Regions from separate parts of the Canis lupus genome. Here region 2 is linked to region 1. Evidence: chromatin contacts called from public Hi-C data. All regions are on one chromosome and are shown on one strand. Each heading gives the region's core, a stretch centred on a gene start, on an enhancer-like site or on the middle of the called end of the contact. The rest is flanking DNA. Distances are from core to core; before and after follow the strand shown. Region 1 overlaps KIAA1217 (sickle tail protein homolog). Region 2 overlaps KIAA1217 (sickle tail protein homolog).

Region 1 (6,925 bases), core at 1,735-4,234:
CTCCTCCTGGAAGGGAGAAGTCAGAAGCAAGTCTTCGGGGGATGGGGTGTAAAAATCTGCCCAGTAGTGAAGGATTCGTTCATTCATGCACACAGAGGTATTCATGAAACACCTACGTTTGCCGGGCCCTGTTCTAGGCACTTGGGCTGTACCACTGAACAAAATAGGCAAATGTCCCTGTCTTCTTGGAGATTATATTTCAGCGGGTGCTGTAAGATTGAGGACTCGGTAATACGAGTGATAGTTTCTCTCTGCTGGGCTCTTGCAGTGTGGGCACTTGTGCCAAATTCATTTAAAATGATGCTAAGGGACAGTTGCCTTTATCCCAAGTATACAGACAGGAAATGAGGCGCAGAGGACCTCTGTCCTTGCCCAAGGTCACTTGGAACCCGGTGTCCGACCAGCATCTGCTTCCTGAAGATGTGTGCGGGGTGCTCCAGCCGATAAGCCCCACGCTCCTACCCCTAGTCCAGCATGCACGCCGGATAGGGGCTTGTTCCATTTTTTCTCCTACAACTCACCATCTGCTCTTGGCCTGCAGGAGAATTTCCAACCCTACAAAACAAGATGCGAGCCATCTTACGCATAGAAGTAGAGGCCGTGCGGTTTCTGAAGGAGGAGCCCCACCGGCTGGACAGTCTACTGCAGAGAGTGCGGAGCATGACCGACACCCTGACCATGTTGCGGAGGTAACCGGGCCTCTCCAGGGGTGGGGGAAGGTCATGAAGAGAGGCAGCAGCTCCCTCCCACCCCCAGAATTCTATTGCAACATGAATGAAGAACCGATTCTTCAGCACAGGCTCGCTGCTGCGTTTGGCACATCCTACAGTGTAACATTAGCAAACACAGTAAACATTTAAAAAAATCATTTGGTTCTTTTCAGTAGCATTTTAAAGTTGAAGAATGGATCAAAATATTTTACTAGCCTCCTTCACTTCAGGAACACAGATGCCTTCTGTGCGTGGTGCTGCCTCAGAGAGAGGGAGGGCAGGAGGCAGGAGAGATTTACAACTGGAAGTTGCCTTCATGACGGTGACTAGTGATGGTGGAAGAGAGGGCACAGTAGCATGAGAGAGAATGGGTTGGACAGGTCCTTGGGGATTCTTGGAGATTGAAGGAATGGGGTGGGTAAAAGAAACAGATGGGATGCCTGCGTGGCTCAGTGGTTGAGCATCTGCCTTCGGCTTAGGCCGTGATCCCAGGGTCCCAGGATCGAGTCCCACCTTGTTCTCTCCAAGAAGAGCCTGCTTCTCCCTCTGTCTGTGTCTGCCTCTCTCTCTGTATCTCTCATGAAGAAATAAATAAAATCTTGTTAAAAAAAAAAAAAAACAGAAACGGAAGTGAGTAGTACAAGAGAGTCCCCGAATACAATGTCTTTTTTCAAATAAAAAAGGAGAGAAAGTTTTAATAAGAAAAATAAGGGACTGATTAAGGATTATAGGTCAGGTTCGACATTGTCTGATATATAAATATCTTGATCATAGCAACAACCCCCAAGGAAAGCCTTAGAAGAGATTCTTATCTCCCGTCCTTGTCCTCACCATTATTATATGCTTTCTCTTTTTTTAAGATTTGATTTATTTATTTATTTATTTATTTAGAGCATAAGCAAGGGAAGCAAGAGAGGGAGGAAGCAGGCTCCCACTGAGCAGGGAGCCCAATGCAGGGCTTGATCCCAGGACCCTGGGATATGACCTGAGCCAAAGGCAGATACTCAACCACTGAGGCACCCAGGCGCCCCTCATTATTACATTCTATAGAAAAATATCTGAGGATCAAAAAGGTAAAGTTCCCAATACCGTCTAGCTAGACCTTGCAGAACCAATGAGATTCAAGCACAGGGCTGTCTGACCCCAAAGCCATGTCCTTGCCACTGCATTCATGGGTGGAAATAGACAAAGAGCATCAGATGACCCCAAAAGGCAAAGGAGGATGAGGACTAGCCTAGCTGTTGGGTTTGAGGTCACTGTCGACCTGGCAGAATGGCTCGGTGGAGTCCAGGTAGAGAAGCCTGACCACACGAGGCTGAGCAACGTGAAGAGCAAGCAGGAGGAATTAAATACAGGTGACGCTTGAACAGCCCAGGTTTGAACTGCACGGGTCCACTTAGATCAAGATTTCTTTTGAGAAATACAGGACAGTACTGTCAATGTATTTTCTCTCCCTTGAGATTTTCTTACATTTTCTTTTCTCTAGCTTACTTTGTTGTAAGAATACAGTTATAACGTACAAAATGTATGTTAATCAACTGCTTGTGATATAGGTAAGGCTTCTGGTCAACAGTAGGCCATTAGTTGTTAAGTTTTGTAGGGAGACAGAAGTTACACATGGATTTTCGACTGTAGAGGGTCGGGACCCCGAACCCACACGGTGTTCAAGGGTCAGCTGTATGAACTGCCCTCCCCAGGGGCTTGGCGGTGAAAGGAGGAGAGCATGGAGGGCTTAGGAAGCTCTGGGGGTTGGAACTGAGCATCTCTGGGGGCTTCCAGCCAGGACCCGGTGCAGGAGTTGTTGTTAGAAGCATGTGTTCCCTGTGGAACTGGGCAGGACAGCATGGTGCCAGTGGGAAAGGAGAGACAGGCCATCTCATGAGGGAGAAACAGAGAAAGCAGCTACCAGAGACAGCCAGGAAGCACTTGGAGGACATTAGGAAGTTGCTATGGAAACCCTCAACCCTGGAGAGCTGCTACTCTCGATTTTACAATGTCTTAATTTTGCAATAACAACTTGCCTGGCTTTGGTACGACACAGCATTCAGGCTAATGCCATCAGAATAGAATGCAAGCTACCTATTTTAAGAGTTAATACTGCTGTGTATGGTTTCTCCCAGACATGTCACCGATGGGCTCTTGAAAGGGACAGATGCAGCCCAGGCTGCTCAGTATGTCGCTATGGAGAAGGCCACGGCCGCGGAAGTCCTGAAGAACCAGGAGGAGGCTCCCCATAGCCCAGGCCAGCACCCCCACGCTGCAGGGGTGCCCGGCGACATGAAGTCAGAAGTGGTGCCCTTGACCGTCCACCATGCACAGAGCTCCCCCGTGGTCATCCAGCCCTCCCAGCTGTCTGCCGCCCTGCTCAACCCCGCCCAGCACCTGCCTGCAGGGACTGGTCCTCACCTAGCCGGCCCTCCAGCCGCCACGCAGGAAGGGACCTCAGCCCTGCCATCGACCCAGGCTCCTCAGTCCCCGCAGACGCCCATGAATGGCTCCACCATGCAGAGCTTGTTCATCGAGGAAATCCACAGCGTGAGTGCCAAGAACAGAGCGGTGTCTATTGAGGTAGGGTCCCACTTCCATTTTTCACCCCATAAAGGAATAACACCTGGTCCCTTCCCTTGGAGAATTTCCAGCCTGGTTGTCAGATGTACTTCTTATATATATGTATGTATAAAAGGTAGATTTTTTTTTGTATATATATATATATATATATATATATATATATATATCTCAAAGATAGATTTTAGCACTATAAATAGGTTTCAACATCCAGATTAAGAGAAAGGTCACTGGATTTCAAGAACGATGAAACACCCCAACCTGGCGGAAGGGGAGGCCCTGGTGTGCCTTGGAGTGTTTACCAGCTGACTCTCTGGGGGGAAACGCCCTGATTTGTAGAATTTGTCAATTTTGAGTTACAACAGGGTATCAGTGAGCATGTAATTGGGGAGAAATGAGTCAGCTCTCCTGAGCCAGTGCGTGCGGGCTCACACTTAACCACTGGTGGGTGCAGGCCTACGGAGGGCTTGCCACTGGGCTCGAAAAATCAGTAGAATCTGGGTAAGCAGAGCAGGGTGTTGAGGGCATGCTGCGGCAGAGGAATGTTGGAGCAAAGGGAGCCACAAGGAAACCTGTTTAAGGGGAACAAGACAGAAGAGATGAGGCCGGCAAAACAGGCTGGAACCAGATTTGGGGGAGCTTGTAAACCAGTCTGAGATATATCTCAGGGTCATGGTCTGGGCATCCCCAAAATGCTGCATCTTGGGCCAGCGACTAAAAAATAGCATCTTCAGAAAATTACTCTGAAACAAGATACATAATTGATTAAGATGATGGGTCTGGAATTAAGGGTGCTGGATAGGAAGTCATTAGCATGATCTTAGGGAGGCAGAGGCAGTCAAAATGCAAAGAGAAGATGAGGCCGTAAAGTCACAGAACAGATAACATGCCACATTTTTACAGATTCTTTTTATCAAGAGATCATTGCTTCTTCCTTTCTCTTGCCCTGTGCATCCTCCACCCATGACCCCAGACCCTGGTCCTCACCATCCTGCCTCTCTCTCTCGCATCAGCAGTAGATAATTCAGATCTCGAGAAAAAAACAAACCTCTTCAAACTGCCAAGGCCACAGTCACGGCAACTGGGCCTCCGAACACTAGGTAGCTCCTGTCTGCCCCAAAGTCAGTAGCTGTGCCCCTAATCCAAGCCAACCACTTACAAAAAGTGAGTCATGGGAGGGGCAGTGTGTGATCACCTGATGGTGATTCCATCCTTTCATGCCCAGCGGGGACAGGGGTGCAACCCGAAAATACATTTCCTCCTGAGAACGTGTCCGTGTGGAAATGCTGTCAGTAGGAGGACTCCTTTATTCAACAAATATCTTTTGAGAACCTGCCAGGCGTAGTGATCATTGTTATGTGTGTGGTTTAAGTTTCCACTTATGAGTCATCTCTAAAAATGCCCCGATCAGCAGTAAGGAGGCCTGAGCCTTTCTGCCCACTCCTCTGCTGAAGAATGAGGTGAGCTTCCTTCGCAACAGGTGTCTGAGCCCCATCGTGCACCAAGTCCTACAGGCTCTGGGGCAGGCAGTGAACAGAGGCGACAAAGTCTGTGCTTTCAAGAAACCTATCTGCTTGTAGGGAGAGATCGAGAACCAGTGTATCCCAGATGATAATAAATGCTAGGAAGGAAAAATAAAGTGGAGGGGCGGGGAGGTTGGTAAGGATGGTGATGGTAGGAGGTTCTCGTTTCCATAGCATGAATCTCAAGCAAATCTCTCATCTCACTGGGCTCCAGTGTCTCCTGTGTAAAATGTGTTGATAAAATGATCTCTGTCTTTTTCAATTCTTACCTTGTGGGATTTTAGTAATCTTGGCGCTAATTTCCCCTTTGCCCATCTGGAAGGTTTCCTGAACCATCCCAAAATCATAGAAAAATGTTCTCTTAAAAAATGTGCAGGTGTTTAGAAATGCATTTCATGCATTTCTCCCTGTTGTAGGACTTGATGGAACTTAGAGGTAATCTAAATAACCCCCACTGTATACGTAAGAATATTCAACCCAGAGGCCCTATAGCAATTCTTAGACAGGCATGGAATGGAGGTGTGGGTGTCTTTGTTCCTGGTGTTTTGGGTTTTGTTCCTGTCTGTTTGCACATCTCCTCTATGATGAAAACTTGGTTTAGAGAACAGAAACCTGGTTATGGGATGCATACTTTGGAAAGCATATCCCTGTGTCTTTTTTATTACCATTGGGAAAGTAGCAATAAATGCTCAATAATCATTTAATGAACGAATTTGGGTTTCTGAACTTGCTTCTGTGCGAATGAATGTCAGTCACTTGGGCTTAAGTGACAGAGAGCCCAGGAGCAGGTTTATCTGATTGCACAAATGTCTCTCAGCATGGACACCAGAGCATGATTTTATCAACAGTTTACCTGCGTTACACCTCCCCCTACACCAACATGAAATCTCTAATTAGCTTTCCCTGTGGTTTCTAAACTTTCTTCACTTGTGATTTTCCTTCAGAAAGCAGAAAGGAAATGGGAAGAGAAAAGGCAAAATCTGGACCACTATAACGGGAAAGAATTTGAGAAGCTGCTAGAAGAAGCTCAGGCCAATATCATGAAGTCAATTCCAAACCTGGAGATGCCACCAGCCTCCGGCCTGCAATCAAAGGGTGATGCTCCAGGAGACAAGCTAGAACTTTCAGGTGAGGTGCTCACCGAGCCGGGTGGCCTTGGCTGCCTTCGGGTCAGTGTTGGGCTGCCCACTTATGCATGAACTGGCCAACAGGCCCAGTCTCTCACTTCTCAAGGATTTTATAAAATTATAAACTTGGAAGACCAAATCCTCAAGTATGACTGGATTCTCACTACCTCTTTTTAATCAAAACCATAGCAGGGAAACTGTGTTCTAGACTAGGATACTAGAATAGTGCCCAGTAAAGAAAAATATAGATTCCCGGCTCCCACATTTCCTATGAATTTATGACACTTCACAGCACCAGCTGGGAGAATAAGAGGGCTGCATTTAAAGTAAGAGCTTTTCATATGCTGCAGGAAGAAAATGTCAGCCTTTATGAGCTCCCAAGGGGATATTAGATCATAAGGCGAAATTACATTTTTTAAATCAAAATTATTAGATTGTATATTGAACCAACTAAACTATGGAAGTTAAGCATCAGTGTGTCACTAACAACATAAAATTACTGTCGGAAAACCCAGCCTACTAAATCTCCAACCAACGAGCCACATGCCTTATATACTCTGATTTCGAGTTGTGTACAGAGCCACGATTATACCTGCAGCCCAGTGTCTCAGGGCCACATTCCATGATGCCTCGTCCAGGAGCTAAAATTAATTTGAACAGGAATCGCCATCCTGATTGCATGTCCGGGAACATGAAAGTAGATACATTTTAGAACCACTGAAGCCCTGTCGGTTTTCCTTTCCCAAAGCTGCTCTAAAATTCCACCCACTGAAACTCTTTCCATCAGCCTGTGCTAAGTTTTTCACCCCCTTTTCCCACCTGCCAGCTGTGTAGGCCAGCTTAGGTACCCTGGAGGGGTCAGACAGCATGTGCCCGCAAAGGAAGGGGTCTGGGAGGGGTGATGGCTCTGCTCTCACCCAGACAGCTTTTCTCCCAAAGTTCCCATGAGGAACTTCTCCTGGGTAAGGACCTCGTTCCGTTTCTATCTGACCTAAATTGG
Region 2 (6,925 bases), core at 1,563-4,062, 90 kb before region 1:
TAGACTCAGTGGCTTAAACAATGGAAATTTATTTCCTCACAGTTCTGGAAGCTTGGAAGCTTGTCCAAGATCAAGCTTGTACAAGCTGGTCCAAGATCAAGCTGCCAGCATGGTTGGTTCTGGTAAGGCCTCTCTTCCTGGCTGGCAGATGACTGCTTTCCCTATCTGTCCTCACATGGCCTTTTCTTGGTACCTGCAGATGGAGAAAGAAAAAGGGCAGACTCTCCGGTGTCTCTTCCTATAAGGGTGCTAATCCCTCCATGAGAGCCCCCACCCTTATGTCCTCAAATAAACCTTATCACCTTCCAAAGGGCTCACCTCCAATTACCGTCACATTGGGAGTTGGAATTTCAACATAGGAATTTGGGGGGTGGGGCATAAACATTCAGTCCACGACAATGATAATGACCCCTCTGGCTCAAATCTCTCCCCTGAAGTCCAGATCAATAATTCACATCTTCTATTTGAAATCACCCCCATAAGAGGTCCAAAAATGAATTTCTAGTTCCAACAAAACCTAGTCCTTCTCGCGTCTTCCCTATCCCTGTAAATTGCATCCCCCTCCTGACTGTTGCTCACAAATGCCAAAACCTTGCCATTCACCTTGACTCTTTTGACCTCGTTTCATACCTAAACTCTCAGAGGATCCTATTCACTCTACTTTCAAAATATATCCAGCCATCTGATCACTTCTCACCATCATTAGTACTCTGCCCAGGTCCATACCACCACAATCCCTCTCCTGTCTGACTGCCTGAAATTCCTGGGGTCTCCTGATGTTAGTCCTTGTCTACGGTAGAATCAGCTCGAATCAGCTCGTAACACAGCAACTCTGGTAAGTAAATCTCACCACCTTAGAGCCCCTGTTGGCTTCCCAGCTCACTGAGAGTGCAAGGGTCCACAGCCTGACCACTTGCTTCCTTTCAAATCTCCCCTTATCCCATTCCCCATCTCATTCATTTTTCTCCCAACGTACTAGCCCGTTGCTGTTCCTGGAACACACCAAGTGTGCTCCTTCCTCAAGGAAACTTACTACTCCTTCTGCCTGTGTTGTTCTCCACCCAGATATCAACAAGACCGGCTCCCACATTTCTTTCAAATACCTTACCAGCGGGTCATCCAACTACCGCTAAGAAAATAGCAATCCACCCACTCCCACCCCACTGCTCTGTGTCCCCCACACCCTGTTTTGTTTTATTCCCTATTACTTGGCACACTCTACCCTTTCCTGTCTATGAGCTTATTGTCTCTCGTACATCAATAGAAACTAAGACCTCTGAGCTTCCTGTTATATCCCCAAACTTCAGAACACTGTGTGGCAGGCACTCAATAAATATTTCTCGAGTGAATGAAATCTGTCTTTGATGGTACTAATTCTGCTGAAGTGAGCACTGAGCTCCTGCTCTGTTATCTGAAATGGCCCTGAGCTTCATGAACGTTCTCTATTGCTCAAGCTTTCCTTTAAGGATCAATCTGCTCCACTTTTAGTTGTGTTAACTTAGAGAAGTGCACTATGTAGGTTGAATCACTCGTGCTGTGGCAAAGTGACAGAGTCTATTATTCTTCCTTTTGTTATGCTTGTTTTAAAGCATAATGTTTATATATCAGTTGAATTGCTATTACAGAAAATAAAGCCAAGAGAATGCACGGATGCCTGTAAGTGGTAGTAATTTGGGTTGGGTATTGTTTCTCCAGGTTTCTTCTAGCAAGCGGTAGGTTGCTCAACGTATCCAATGCATGTTATGATGAGGGCAGCCCAGGTCAACAATTTGGCTTGATTTATTCCTTAGCTAATCAAGCGGGTACAGGTACCACAGGGCTTGTGGCTTCTTGCCCAATGCCTTTAGTAGGACTGTCAACAATTCTTGAGGCATTGAGGGGGGCCTCTTCCCTATGAAAGTGAGGAGAGAGGGAGGAAGGTTATTTATGGTGAATCTGGAAGCAGGGGGTGATATTTTACCGACAGTGACAAAGGAGACCCTGGGACCTAGAGCTGAGCAAGGATGCTTTGTCACCGTGGCCCGTCCCCACCCACCACTCCCAGAGCTGCTTTAGCCACCCTCAGACATGGGTTCTGTGTCGTGACCTTGTGGTTGAGAACAGAAGCTGCTCTTAAAAGGCAGCACTGCAACTTCAAAGGCAAATGAGGAGGAGGAAGTAACCATGTGTGATGTCTCTTACCTGCCTCTTCGGAAAGTACCAGAGGGGAACAGGAGGTAAAGGTACAATAAAAAGTCTTTCAGGGCCTTTTGAGAACAATGAGAAAGTTCAGTTGTCACACCAGGCCCTGGAGGTTCCCTAGCACCCAGAGCCAGGCCTGCCTCAGAGCCCCTGCGTGCTGGGGGCTGGGCATTGTCGGGGGCCCTGGGGGGAGGGAGTAGAGCGTGGCCTCATCTCTTTACCCCTGTGCACTTTTCCACTTGCTCTTAAAGCAGGAAATGGCATAGAAGGGTAGCTTGGGGAAAATTGGATAAGCCTGACAAAAATTTTGAGACGCCTTCTTCCCCACCAGGCCAAGTACCCCCAAAGGACTTAGAACACTCGAACAATCGGTCCGCCTCAACCACTGTCCCCTTTCTTTTCCGCTCACATACCCTGCATGCACGACAGTGATCCTGAGCACTCATCCCCGGCCTTGGAAGTCTGGGGCCTTTACGGTGCCATCTCTATGGATGCTCCTAAGCAATAGCTCTCTTGGGGACCCCTATATTCTTCTGGCTGGAGCTGAGAGGACATTCCAGATCTCCCCACAGGGGCAATGACAGAGGATACAGTGGAGGCTTCCAGAAGATCCACACCCTCTGGCATGGACCCGAGGACACAGGAGGAGTGATCCTAGAAGAGCAGGGAAGACAAAGGGAGGGGGAGCGGGCAGGAGGCCAGGGACAAGCCTCGGAACCGACTCAACTTGCCTCATGCTCTGTCACTGCCCACTTGAGGCTGGAGCCTGGCTGGATTTGCCTGGGAGTGTCCCCAGGACGGCGGTGGCCTGTCATGGTGGAGGGAATCTTTACAACAAGCCAGGGAAAGTCTACTGAAAGCCCAGAGGAATCAGGTTATGAACAAAATAACAGAACAATTAGCATGTAACAGGAATAGGAAAAATACAAAGTTTAAATAATACCAAAAGCGCTTCACCAATGTATAAAATGTAGAGATACTAAAAACAGCTCAGCGTGACTCCGCCTGTCCTAACATAAAACCAAATATAAAGTACCTGAGTCCCTGGAGAAGCAGAGGACTCTCAGGTACCTGCTTCCATCAGGACTACTCAAAAAATAAATTGAAAATCACCTGTTGATAGAGTGGACCACACACCAACTTGAACGCCAGAAGGTGAGGAAGGTCCTATCCCTAACTTAGATGCTGACATTGGGGAAACATGTCTCATCTTTCTCTGCCACACTCAAGCCTGCCTGGGGCAAGAGCACAGGGGCTCATATACCATCTGTCTAAATATTTTTAAAGCTATAAATCAAGCTGGCAAACGGTTAGATAAAATATGCTCTATCCTCATACTTTGATAAATATACCTTTGTGACCACATAGAAAGCCAGATTTGATTTTAGAATCTTCAAAAATGCTCACAAGAGTTCTGTGCTGTATCACGAGATGGAAAAGGCCCTCCCCACCTCCAGCCTGTTGCAGCCCACCCCTCGCCTTGTCCTCGTTTCCACGATGCAAATGTGAGCCATTACCCAGCTCACGTGGATGAGTGCCCTCCACATGCCCTGCAAAGAGTGGTGCCTCCATCACCCCTTCATACTTGGGGTGCATGCACCTATGTTAGAGCTGGGAGAGGCTCTGAAGTGTGGTGCCCAGGGCAGTGGTCCCTTTGCCACGCTCCTCCTCCATCACACAGTTTGGCTTTTATTCCATGGGGACTTAGGCACATAAGCACTGCGCTTCCATGGAATCCGATCACAAACATTAAGGAAGTCGATCATTCCTGGGAGAGTTGGCATTAGGTGGATTGCCTTATGTTTTTGGGTCATAAGGAGAAACAGCAATTCTGGGTTGTTGTTTTTTTTTTTTTTAAGAGCTCCAAATGAAGGCCAGTGAGATATGAATTCCCCCAAACTGCCCACACGCTTTTTCTCATCACTTTCTGGAAAAGAATTCTGAGCCTCCCCCTCAGGCACCTAAGAAGAAGCTGAGAAAAAACAGTCCAGAAGAGGAACAGCTGCTCTGCCCAGTGCATGCCTCACCCTCCTCGTTAGCCACACGCCCTGCATTGCCTTCTCTAACAGACCTGGGGAGCAGAAAGGCAAGGAGTAACATTTGAGTGTTCCTGAATATCCCTCAATGGCTGCCTGTGGCCAGAGGGTCACCTTTTGACTGAGACAGCTCCCTCTTTTGGGCCTGGTGACGAGTGGATGCACCCCTAGGCCTCAGGGTGGCAATGACCAGTCATTTACTGATTGACTGATGACTGATGGCTATTTTTCCTCAAAAATATTTCCCAGAGGTACTAGAGAGTGGATGAGTTCCACAAGAGTCACAGACCCACAGGGACTAGCAATACTGGGGATGGGAGCCCCTGTGGAAGCCTGGACCTAGGAGAAGGCCAAGGGGTACAGCTGGGCACTGGGAGACAGGAAGGGAAAAGACATGGAAGAAATGCCACCAGAAGACAAGGCTCTTGGGGGTCCCAGCATCCACATTTACTATTTTTTAAACATGAGTTTCAAATAGTAGGAGTCTGCCCTATGGAATAGGATCTTAGAGATTGGGTCTACAGGCATCTGTTTATAACATTTTTCATCAAAGAATGGTTTTTATTTTATTGCCATTAGCATATCAAAGTATAAAGAAGCAGCTCTGCTCCCACTTACCTAGAAAGTTCCCTCTGGGAATTCCTTGGTGATCCTGGAGTTTGCCTACAAGGGGACAGAAGAGGCTCATCTCACCCACATCTTACAATGTCTTTCTCCCCCAGCTTGAGGACCAAATAGGTTGTTACCTTTTCAAGCAGAATAATATTCACAGAATAGTAGAAAATAAAAGAAATTCTGAATAGTAAAATTAATACTACATATTGGTGGGGTGTTTTTCTTTTTTAAGATTGTATTTATTTATTCATGAGAGACATGCAGAGAAAGGCAGAGACACAGGCAGAGGGAGAAGCAGGCTCCCTGCGGGGAACCTGATGTGGGACTCGATCCCAGGACCCTGGGATCAGACCCTGAGCCAAACAAAGGCAGACACTCAACCGCTGAGCTGCCTAGGTGCCCCTCGGTGGGTTTTTTAAATCTATATGTAAATAACATAAAAACTAGAATGTCATACTGAAAACTTTTCTAAAGACATATTTATTCATCCATAATAATTATTATTATGTAAAATCCTAATAAAGTATCAGAAAAGAAAATAAATTTCAGATTAACTCAGAGGGTTTCTTACTAACATCCATGATCTCTGTGCCTATGATTGAAGAAAATGCAGGATGTATAAGTCTCCTAGTGGGATGGTTATAGGCTTTTCTCTGAATTATAGCTAGAGTCTTTCTGGTACTTTGAAAACATACATTGGAAACTGTAAAAGTTGCATTTCTCATATCCCTGGAAGGTCAATTAATTTTTTTCTGAGACCATGATTATTATACTTTTACACTTTTGTTCTTATCGTTAAGAAAATCTAGTTCTTCCTTTTGTGGCCTTTACCCTTTGCTTTGTACTATAGAATTTTTATACCCAATATTTTATCACAGCTATTTGCATCTGTCTAACACCTGAGAGACAGTGTAGTACAATGGTTACGGTCATTAAGAGGGAGAGTGAGTCAAGTCACTTCTCTTGCCTCAGTGTTCCTCATCTGTGAAATGGGGATAATTACAGTAGTGACCTCATAGAGAAGATTAAAAGAGTTAATATATGGAAAGGTCAGTATCTGGCATGTGGCAAGTGCTCTGTAAGCTTCTGTCAAATTTTTTCTAAAGATTTATTTATTCATTTATTTTTTTGCAAAAGAGAGCACATGCAGGAGGGACAGAGAGAGAGGGAGAATCTCAGGCAGATTCTGCCCTGAGCTCTGAGCCCAATGTGGGGCTCAATCTCATGACTTTGGGATCATGACCTGAGTCAAAACCAAGAGTCTGATACTGACTGTGCCACCCAGGCACTCCAGTATCTGTCAAATTTTAAAAGGCAAATTATCTCTTTTTTTTTTAAGTTTTTTTTGTTTGTTTGTTGTTAGTATTCTCTATACCCAACGTGGGGCTCAAACTCGTGACCCCAAGATCAAGAGTAGCATGTGCCTCTGACTGAGACAGCCAGGTACCCCAAAAGGAAAGCTCTCGTTCTGTACAATGATTCAGTCCTCTGGCATTTATAAAGAAGCAAAATGTAAAATTCCATCTCCTTTCCTTCCCCTCCTTCTTTCCCAGAGCTAAGTACACGGTGAAGCTGAGGGATGTGACTGCCACGCAACTTTTGGTGCTTCTACTGGTGTATTCATAAATAGCATGTATGTGTCATAAAACGTAACATCAATGGGAACATACTGCGTGTATCCTTTATAACATCCTGTGTCCATTCTCACATTATGGTTTTGAGATTGATCCATGTTGATAGAGTTGGTTGTAGTTCATTCATTGTAAGTGCTGTTTACTGTTCTATCATATGAATAAACCACCAAGAACAAATTGGTGGGAATGGTGTTGCAGTGAATATCCTAGAACAAGGGCTCACATCTGAGACTTTAATCTGTGTTGGATAATTTAAAGAAATAGCTGGGGGATGGGTTGCGCATCTTCAGCTCTCCCGGGTGTTCCACCAGCAATGAGTAACAGACTGTGGTTTCTGTGAGCTGGCCAATACTTCAGGTTATTGGGTTTATGGACTTTTTGTCTCTCCGTTGGGTATGATATGGTATGCCATGGTTTCCATTTTTATTTCCATAATTAAGAGTGAGGTTGGGCACCCTT

The links. Hi-C and Micro-C count contacts between places; a contact is called where the count stands out from the background.
Region 2: a Hi-C map of skin fibroblasts shows a contact between it and region 1, with 2.0 times the contacts expected there. The contact joins two enhancer-like sites. A contact is called at or near these places in 3 of 9 Hi-C or Micro-C datasets (amygdala, liver and skin fibroblasts).

Annotation. Positions count from the first base shown.
Region 1 is chr2:6,737,625-6,744,549 of UU_Cfam_GSD_1.0, reverse strand. It overlaps KIAA1217 (sickle tail protein homolog), which reads left to right. Exons shown (of 24, transcript XM_038529783.1): 14 at 542-689; 15 at 2,831-3,278; 16 at 5,743-5,926. Among named protein-coding and RNA genes, the nearest start is that of ARHGAP21, 130 kb to the right of the region's middle. Within about 2 kb of position 2,984, at least 2 of the 20 cell types and tissues checked have an H3K27ac peak or open chromatin away from gene starts, as enhancers often do.
Region 2 is chr2:6,827,523-6,834,447 of UU_Cfam_GSD_1.0, reverse strand. The region is part of intron 5 of KIAA1217 (sickle tail protein homolog); the gene reads left to right. Among named protein-coding and RNA genes, the nearest start is that of ARHGAP21, 220 kb to the right of the region's middle. Within about 2 kb of position 2,812, at least 6 of the 20 cell types and tissues checked have an H3K27ac peak or open chromatin away from gene starts, as enhancers often do.